2 separate regions of the Arabidopsis thaliana genome follow, and region 1 is linked to region 2. The links are chromatin contacts, called in public capture Hi-C maps. All regions are on one chromosome and are shown on one strand. The core of a region is the stretch at or near the end of the contact, and the rest is flanking DNA. Distances in the headings are between cores, read along the strand shown.

Evidence for each region. Capture Hi-C pulls out chosen DNA fragments and counts their contacts.
Region 1: a contact with region 2 is called in a capture Hi-C map of shoot, with 4 times the contacts expected there. A contact is called at or near these places in 2 of 26 Hi-C or Micro-C datasets (callus and root) and 1 of 3 other capture datasets (shoot).

Annotation. Positions count from the first base shown.
Region 1 is chr3:12,586,973-12,591,960 of TAIR10.1, reverse strand. It overlaps AT3G30840, which reads left to right and starts at 2,935. Exons shown (of 2, transcript NM_113988.1): 1 at 2,935-3,025; 2 at 3,424-3,509. The coding sequence starts at 2,935. The coding sequence ends at 3,509. AT3G30841 (Cofactor-independent phosphoglycerate mutase) reads right to left here and starts at 583. Exons shown (of 6, transcript NM_180320.2): 1 at 488-583; 2 at 55-392. The coding sequence starts at 366.
Region 2 is chr3:12,450,071-12,455,326 of TAIR10.1, reverse strand. It overlaps ERD5 (Methylenetetrahydrofolate reductase family protein), which reads left to right and starts at 3,771. Exons shown (of 4, transcript NM_113981.6): 1 at 3,771-4,767. The coding sequence starts at 4,201.

The DNA.
Region 1 (4,988 bases), core at 1,686-4,185, 140 kb before region 2:
CAAAACCTATAAACAAACAAAAGAATGGAATACAAAATAATAAAACGCACAAACCTTGAAAGCTATATCACCAGGTGACATAGCTAAACCTGCACCCATAGACTCAAAAGCACCACGTCCACGGTAATATACTCTTGGATCATAACCCATGAGAGAAAGATGAGCAGTGTCACTACCACAACCTAAACCAACTTCTACTGGATCCATTAAACCGTTGATACCAGCTGATGCAATTGCGTCGAGATTAGGTATGTTTGCTGCTTGTAATGGAGTTTTGTAACCTAGTTTTGGTATTGTTACATCTCCTAAACCATCGATTAGAACAAAAGCTACTCTCTTTTTGACTTTTACATGATCTTGTTCCATTTTTTTTCTTTGATCAAATGGGTAATCTAGAAAACGAAAAAGGAAGAGACTTTATAATCTGATCGGGAACAAATTGAATTGAGAGTAAAGTATTTGCATGATTCGAAATTTGTTTGCTTACCTGAGAAACAGAGAAATGATCTTCAATTCAAAGAATGTAACTCTTGAGCATCAATGACAGATTGTTTTTTTTTTTAAGAATCTTTATAAAGGGGAGACGAATAAAGGATTTAATAGAGATTTAATCCAAACCGAATCAGAATATAATTAACCGGTTTAGATTGAACCAGCCTTCCGAGAGTTTGCGATTGGGTTTGGAACTTTTGGATATACGAATGATGGGCCATTAGCCCATTACCAAGTTTAAATACTTATTTTAGGCCCATAGCTTTTTTTTTTCATTTCAAATTATTATCGATCAATGAAAACTAATAAATGTTGTTTATAAACGTGATATGATGCGATTCGGTATAAAACTTTTGTGCCAAATTATTCGCTTTACTAGTTGACCCATAACTATTTTCTTAATTAATCATAATAAATAGATCAAATATATCTCTAATGAATAATGTACTTGACGACAAAAAGAAATATATAGTTTTCTTAGTTATTTTTCTCATAGTAATTTTAGTTATTTTATAATTGTATACTTGAAAACCATGTGGAAAAATGAATGTCGGTGTCTAACATTAATATGTCGAATTTTCTAACACATCAATAAAGCAAAATACATGTTTTAAATTCTAACGCATTCCACCGGGAAAATACATGTTTTAAGAAATATTTAAAATTTATTATTGAGTTAAAATGTTGATCGATTTAGGTTTCTCAGGGGCCTAGTATTAAGGCATGTTCGTTTAAGTGTCGTGCGACTATAACCAGCGACTGGCTTTAAAAACGACTGAGTTTTGTTTTTTTTTCCTCTTTTTTTTATAAAATTGGGATATGTTGTATAAATTTGTAAATTGGAGAAGAAGATAAACAGTAGTCCAGGTTTGTAAATATTTGAAAATGGCAATTTGATTTAAAAAATCTAGCGACTATCGTTACTTCAAAATTAAAGCTTGGGTTGTGTTGCTGATTTATCCAGCGACTCCAAATTCTTTAGATTTCAGTTGCAACGATAGAAAATAGGGGAGATGAAGAAAAGGTGAAGAACGGATGAAGGAGATGTAAAGGCAATATTTTGATTATCAGTCGATGTCGCTGCGATTACTGCCGAACAGGACCTAAGGAAACGAGTTTGGAACTCTACATATTCCAAGTATAATTTATCTGTTGTCTCAAATTCTAACACATGTTCTATGCATCTACATAGATATAAATATATATTTACGGTCCATTTTAATATTCAGAGAGAGTATCTATCCATAGACTCAAAGGCGGATTAATGGTATAAACAGGTGGAGCAAGTGTCCCATACACATTTTTTATAAATTAGCTAGTAACAAATATTGATTAGATTATGTAGCTCAGTTGGCTATTAAGTGCTCTATGTGATATCTTTGGTCATGGTTTGTTGGTTTTTGTTGTTGTACATTGAATGTATAGAAATGATAATAGATTTTTTCTGTTGTTGTACACATCTCTTTTTACTCCTCTTTATGTGATATTGCTTCACTTTGAATGACAAGTAATCTATACTTGTACCGGTGTGGCGCGATAGAGTTCGTCCTCAAAGCAAGGGCCAAAGGCTTAACATCTGTATCACTGTATGACAAGTAACAAATACTATTTTGTCTTTGTTTTATTAAATGGTCGTTTTAAAGTTTTAAAATAATCAACCTCTTTTGAGTAGATCTTTAAGAATGAAATCACTAAGATTTTTTTCCTTTTTACAAAGAATTAATTAATCTTATCAATAAAAGAATAAAAGAATGTATTAGTTGAATAATATATAGTTTTGGTCTTCTAATAATGTAAACCAATAAGATAAATACATTTATCAATAAATAAAATTTAAAAGAATGTATTAGTTGGATAATCATAATTCATGAATAGAGAAATCTTATCGCCTACCACTAAGATTCAACGACTAATTCTTTATTTTTGCTAATATTGACTAACCAAGCACCTTGCTCTCCACGTTTAGTTGTTAAAAGAATCCACCTAGTCGTTTAGTCAAATTTTATTCTTTAAAACCTCTAGTCATTATCAAGTTTCATTGAAGAAAAACGTTTTCTTTGATTCGATAGGGAGGACCAATTTGATCTGAGTTCGTGATCATTGCCTGAACTTTCCATGGATCTTGAAGCTGAACCCATCAGCACAAAGTGTTAGTATGTTGTGATGTTGCTGAGTTGTGTAGCTGTGACAGTTGGAAAATGGACACTCGGTCAGAATCACAACATATGCAGTGACAGTTTAAAGAAACATTCTGAGATAGTATTGAAGCTTGAAGATCATCAAAGTACAATCTACTAAGGTGAGTTTGAGTTCTAAAACACAGTAATAAAGGGGGAGAATGAGAGTATATTTGTAACTGGTTGTTAGACTCAAGATGATGACACACAGCTCAAGATATGAGATGATACAGACTGCACTACAACAAGAACGTGTGTGTGAAACATGGATGATACAGACACTGCTACAACAAAGGAGTTGACACAGAATGCAACAAGAGTTATGCAGACATCAACAAAGGTGTTGAGCAACAGAGGTATTGAGCATCAGATATTGTAAAGATCTATGTGATTGTGAAGCCGGAGTATCAAAAGAAAGTATCAGAGTTGTGTTTCACAGGTAGCAGCTGTGTAACATAGTAGGCGAACTGAATGCCGAAAGAATCAAGTGAGGAATGAAGATGACATGGCATGATTCTATTGGAGACGTGATGTTTCCTTTAGTGGTGGTCCAGATACTTTCGAATCAAGGCAAAAAGATTGCGAGAATATTTGGAGCCTAGGGTTTTGTCTTGATTATATATAGATGGCTGCCGTGACATAAAAAGGTTGCGCGTCTATGGTATAGTGGAGAGAGATGCACACACTTGTTTGTGGCGTCGCCCCACCAAATACAGATGATGATCTGTTGGTGGTATTCCTTTGGAATTTGCAGCCGTTAGAGAAGACGGTGATGCACCGGTGCTGCCGGGTGGTAGTCAAGACATGCTAGGCTTGATACTGTTTCCAAAGTCCATCTAGAAAAGAGTGGTAGGCATAGTTATGCTGTAATATCATATGCAATTGTATTTCCGATCTTGTTCTAGTGGAATTATTTCTGGACTAGGTCCCGCGGATGTAGGTTGTTACCGAACCCCGTTAACAAATCTCTGTGTCATTTACTTTATGCACACATACAAGTCTTTTATACACTCTCATCATATAACGACGTATAGACCTAGCACACAGTTAGTAACTTCAATTGGTATCAGAGCAGGAAACCGATCTGAGATTAGTATCTCTAACAGGTTAGCTCTTGGGTGTGTGGCTAGATGAGAAAGAAGAGGTGCCTTTGTTGTATGAGATGTGAAGTATATTTGCGATTCTCTTGCCGTCGGGAAAAGATCGTCGAGTCTGAAAGAGAATTAGGTTTGGGTTTTATATTTTGGGCCAATTTCTGTTTTAATCGGAGGCCCAAACTAAGCTCACTGTGCTAAGAAGTGTTTTAATTGGAAGAAAGCATGTCGGAAGATGCAGGCTTGTGTGCGAATCTTTGTTGCTGCTTGTTCATCTTCTGTTTAAAAAGAAAGTGCTCATGGTTAAAGTTTCTCGATTTTGTGTGTCTAAGAAGCTTTCAGTGTTGGTTCTCTTAAGCTCTGGAGGTTTTCAGCAAAGTCGCTTTAATTGGATGTAGCATTTGGTGAAGGAGATTAAGCGGCTGTTTGTGTTTGTCGTTGACGTTATCCATTGACGGAAGGAAGATTCACAGTTGAGAATCAAGTGAAGTTAAGTGTGTCAGCGTTGGGTTCTAGATTTATGGGTTCGTGATGAGCTTGGTGCTATTTTTTGCGACCACTAAGAGGAACCAAGACAGAGATTCTGTAGGAAATTGCAGGGATTTAAAGGAGTCAGTGGACGGGGTTTGGAATCTTATTGAGGAATCACAGATAAAGAGAGTTAAATTGTGGACATGGGTCGAGTGTTAAATTATGGTCCAAAATCTGATTTCGACGACAGTGTAAGAAGAAGTCAATGGTGATTCGTGTTTTTCTGTTTTGGAGAGAAAAGGATTGGAGAAGCAGACGCTGGTGAAAATTTTCTTTGAATCTTGTCATCTCGCTCATGTTTGATGCTACATGTATTTGCAGGAAATTTAAAGATACAAACTACTTCTTGTGTTTGTGGTCTTGATGTTTGATGTGGTCTTATAGAATCGGTTGAAGTTCTGGAGCTACATTTTGGTTTTAATGGTGAGAAGCTAATTCTTTTTCTTCTCTTCAAAAAAAAAGGAAATTGATAAGCATCTGTGTTTTTGTGTTGGTGTGTGTGTTTATACTTGGCTTATTGCTTTATTGAAACACACAATCAACAAGGGGGAGAAGACTGTTGAAACTAAGAGATGTTCGAGAAAGGGAATTTAGTTCTTGATTATGCGGCCAAAAATGACTCTTGCTATGAGTATGCTTCAAAGTTGATGAAGCCTATTGGAGTATGGTTCTTAATGATGTTGGTCCCTTGTAG
Region 2 (5,256 bases), core at 2,522-5,021:
GATGTTAACAGACGTTAGATAATCAGTTAACGACTGTTAACGGTTAGTTTTTTTGGTCTGGTCAACGAATGTTTATAGTTTAAACAGTTGGTCAACGATATCTTCATGTTTAAAATGGCCGCATGTAAAGTTGAGGTATAAAATGGCCACAATTTGAAAGTTGAAGTATTAAACGACATTTTTCCATAATCTTTCACACCATCTTACATATAAGTCAGCACTGAAACACGAGGTTTTTTTGGTTTTAAAAAGTTTATTCGTCCTTGCCTTGCCTTTTAGCAGATAAAACTCTTATTTTGACAAGTTACACTAGAAACCATTTTTTTTTTAAGCTTGGTGTAAATAAAACTCATTTTTCTTTTGGTTTTAAAGCTTCTTAGAGCATGCATATAGTTGATACTTTATGAGTATCATTAATAATTTTTTAGTATTAATTTTAATATTTATTTATTGTTTAATTTTTTTTATAATATTGATAATAAATATGTTTTCAGTGGCGAGAGATATTGGTATCATTAAAAATAAAATTATTTGCAAAATGAAAAAATAAATATAGAAAAACATAAAATTACAAAATTACTGCAAAATTATATCGTATAATTACAAAAAAGCCGTAAAATTACTCACTCGCAGAAAATATAGTTAGTTAGCTAAAACAGTAGAAAGACTATCAGATAGAAGAATGAATTTATTATTATTTTTTTGCTTTCGGGAATGAACGCGTTTCAAAGACGAATCATGAGTCTCTAGATCACTTGATACTGGATATCAAAAGAATCACTGCACTGATACAGTATCAGACAAAATATATTATCTGATCTATTAAAAATTTATTTACGACTCTTGATACTTTAAATGTATCACCTATATACATAATCTTATATTTATGACTAATTTCATATTTTTTTACTAATTTGAGTTTTAAAATGTATTTAGAAGACATTATTCTTTTGTGTTTATTTTTTTAATATATTTTATTTACCAGTTGCACGATAAACCAATTCGTAAAACTAATTAAAAAATATGATTCTATTTGTTATATACGAGTATACGACGCGTATAACTCAGTAGGTTAATGTCGATAATGCAATCTGATTTACATCAAACTTATTTTTCTTGAAATTAATTTTCGTTACCACTTAGTCTAATAAAATAATAATTTTATCCAAAAAAATACAATCTAATTTAATTTTGTTGACATTATTGTATTTTTGACATTATAAAAACCGCTAGTATAAAAAATAAAAAATAAAAAGATTAAGAAACAAAAAATGAATATTGCATGCGTAGTTGGGTTGGACCAATAAAAATGGCGGCTACAGCTGGAAACTCTCGTGTCTAATGTACACCTACTCTCTTTACTCCCTCACGTGACCTCTCACCCTCTCCTTCCCTCAATTTAACGGCTCAAATCACATCATTATAAATAAATACTTTGTTTCTTTAGTTTTTCCAAAACTTGGTGACATTGCCTTTTTGGGAGGACGAATTGGTCCCACTCGTATTTTTTTTATATTTGTTGTTGTTGTAAAGATCTGCTTTTTTCAAAGATTCTCTTTTGTATTTTTTCTAAAAGGTGCGACATCAAATTCATGTTAAACATTTTTGTAAGTTATCTTTAGCTTTGGTTGGTTCCTCTTCATTACTGTGTCAAGTGGTATGGGTTGGAAGAATGATGACATAATTTAATGAATATGGCAATCATAATTGAGTAACGAAGTTTTTTAAACTAATACAGTGTCAAATTTTGTTATCCAAACATTCCATATATTCAAATATTGTTATCAAAATTATTCCAAAATATCAGTAAAAAGTTTACTACAAACAAAAAAATAATTCTTAAGACCTGAGAATTTAAATTTTTTAGGTTTAGGTTAACTATTTTAGATTTAAAATATAAAGGGTAATTTAAGTGGTATTTTTAAAAATCAAAACTTGAATGTGATATTTTTTGAGAATTACCCTTGATTAAATAGATAATTTAAATGTTAAGATAGTTAGAATATATTTTTGTAATTGATGCGGTAAATAAATTAATGATTGTAGAATAATATATTTTCTATTAATGATGTGAAAAATAAACTTATAATTCTTTCTTTAAACAAAATTTTATTATCATCTTATTTAATTTTTTATTTAAACAAAATTTTATTATCATCCAAATCATATAATCAAGTAAAGACGTGATTTGAAATAACTGTTCGACGGATACAAACATCTAAACCTACAAACATCACCGCTAATAAGAATTACTCTATCATAGCACCGTCGACGTGATCAGAGTTAGTGAATCTGGTCACAAACTAACGCCAAAAACCAAAACATAGAGCTTTTTTTACTAAATATGTCAGATTTAGAAAACTACGACATTATTTCAACTCCCTGACCTAACTTCAGACTCGATGAAGAAAATGTCAAATCAAGATAGTGGAAACAACCGTTTGCGCAACCCAACTATCCAAAACTAGTTTTAGAACCGACATGAACCATTGTTAATCTATTCACTTACATTGAGGTTCACCCTCAACTGGTATCATCGATCACCTTCAATTAGTGTCCTCGACCATTGTATTAGTGAAGGAACTTCTCAAAACAACTGTAAAATTTACCGCTAAGCTGCATCAAGATTCAGATCCTCTAGCTTTCATTACTATTGTAGAAAAAAATAATATTGACTACCGATTTGTCGACGATTCAACTTGCACTAAAGACTAAACAGTGATAAAGAAAAAAAATATAAAAAACATACTTAGATCTGGTTTTGTGTCTTTAAAAAAAAATTAAAATTTTATTAAAAGAAAAAATAATTCGTTCAATTTTTGACTTCTCAAATCAATTTTTACTTATTTATGATTTTACAAATACCAAATCTAGCCATTTACCACATCTATTTTTAATTTAGTTGTGATAAGTATAATATCAAGAAGATTATAATTATAATTCTCATAGTTATAAAATATACACACATCATTTACAAATAATGACATATAGAACATAATTTTTTTTTTACTTATTTGTAGTTTTACTATTGCGTTATGTTTACAAATAAATGTCAAACATAAACAATCTAATAGAAATACACTCTTAATTTAATTAGAGTAAGAGATCAACAAAAATATAGAATTTTCTTTATATCGAAGTGCTACGACCTTATATATATAGAAAAAAAGCATAGGTGAATCTCTAAATTGAGATTGTGCTGTAGTAAACATATTAAGTTTTTAGTTTTTTTAAGAAATGAATCTTTTTGTTGATTAATTCAAACTAGTAGTCATTAAGATTCCGGAGATTCCAATTTAGAAAAGTCAAAGATTCAAAGAACAAGTCCAGGTCCACATGTTGAATCCGATTCATCATCCACTCATCCTTCATATCTTCCTCCACCGTCTCCGCCCAAAAAAACAATAACAATAAAAAATCCTAAAAAACATATTTGATTTTGAAAAAACTTTATCATATATTATATTAATTAAATAGTTATCCGATGACTCATCCTATGGTCAGGGCCTTGCTGTCTCTGACGTCCTTAATTATCATTATTTTTAAATTTGTCTCTCTCAGAAAATTACGCCACAATCTTCCTCTTTCCCTTTTCCGAAAACAGCTAATATTTGTGGACCTAAACTAAATAACGTAGCCTCTAGATTTTATATAATTACGAATACTATATGCTACAACTTGTTATTATTTACTCCAATCATATATGATACCAATCAAGAATCACTACATAAGTAGAAAACTTTGCAATGAGTCCATTAATTAAAATTAAGAATAAACTTAAAATTTTATGGTATTTTAAGATTCCCTTTGGATTGAAATGACAAGAAATCAGCAAATTAGTCGTAACTCGTAAGAATAAACAAGATCAATTTTTACTTTCTTTACAAAGATTCCGTTGTAATTTTAGAATTTGTTTTTTGTCACTGTTTTTTTATAGATTAATTTATCTGCATCAAACCGATTAAGAAGTGTACACATGGGCATCTATATATATCTAACAGGTAAAACGTGTATGTACATGCATAAGGTTTTACGTGCTTCTATAAATATATGTGGCAGTAACCATAGGAGAAAAATCACACAACCAAAGCGTTTAGAAAAAAACAGCGATAAAACCGAAACATCAAGCAAACAAAAAAAAAAGAGAAGAGAAATTATTTTTTTTTGTTTTCGTTTTCAAAAACAAAATCTTTGAATTTTATGGCAACCCGTCTTCTCCGAACAAACTTTATCCGGCGATCTTACCGTTTACCCGCTTTTAGCCCGGTGGGTCCTCCCACCGTGACTGCTTCCACCGCCGTCGTCCCGGAGATTCTCTCCTTTGGACAACAAGCACCGGAACCACCTCTTCACCACCCAAAACCCACCGAGCAATCTCACGATGGTCTCGATCTCTCCGATCAAGCCCGTCTTTTCTCCTCTATCCCAACCTCTGATCTCCTCCGTTCCACCGCCGTGTTGCATGCGGCGGCGATAGGTCCTATGGTCGACCTAGGGACGTGGGTCATGAGCTCTAAACTTATGGACGCTTCGGTGACGCGTGGCATGGTTTTAGGGCTTGTGAAAAGTACGTTTTATGACCATTTTTGCGCCGGTGAAGATGCCGACGCAGCCGCTGAGCGCGTGAGAAGCGTTTATGAAGCTACTGGTCTTAAAGGGATGCTTGTCTATGGCGTCGAACACGCCGATGACGCTGTATCTTGTGATGATAACATGCAACAATTCATTCGAACCATTGAAGCTGCCAAATCTTTACCAACATCTCACGTAAGCCTAATTCCTCTGTTTTTCTTCTTTGCTCTGTTTTTTCTGATTATTTTACATTAATCCCTAATCATTTTGTCTTAAAACGTAATTATTTGTTAATGGGAAACGTAATTATCAAATTCAGACAACTTGTTTGGTTCGACAGCTAAATCTCCGTACTCTGACAAAGTACACTTGCATAGATATGTACTACATTTATTATATCTATCTATTTTCATTTTAAATTGGTTAAATTACTCTTACGCGTTATACAAGTACGTACCAAAGTTGTGTTTCCCTAATGTTTCTCTTATGAAAATGACTTTATGTTTAATTTATTTAGTTTTTTTTCCTAATGAATTTATTTGCTTTTTAAAATTCGATTTTTGCTGTGATTAAAATTAATTGCAATGCGTCATTATCGGATTAGATTTACACGTACGAGTATAGGTGGACTAGAACTTTCGGGAGAAAACACTTTAGGAATATTCTCCGGTTACTAAAATACCG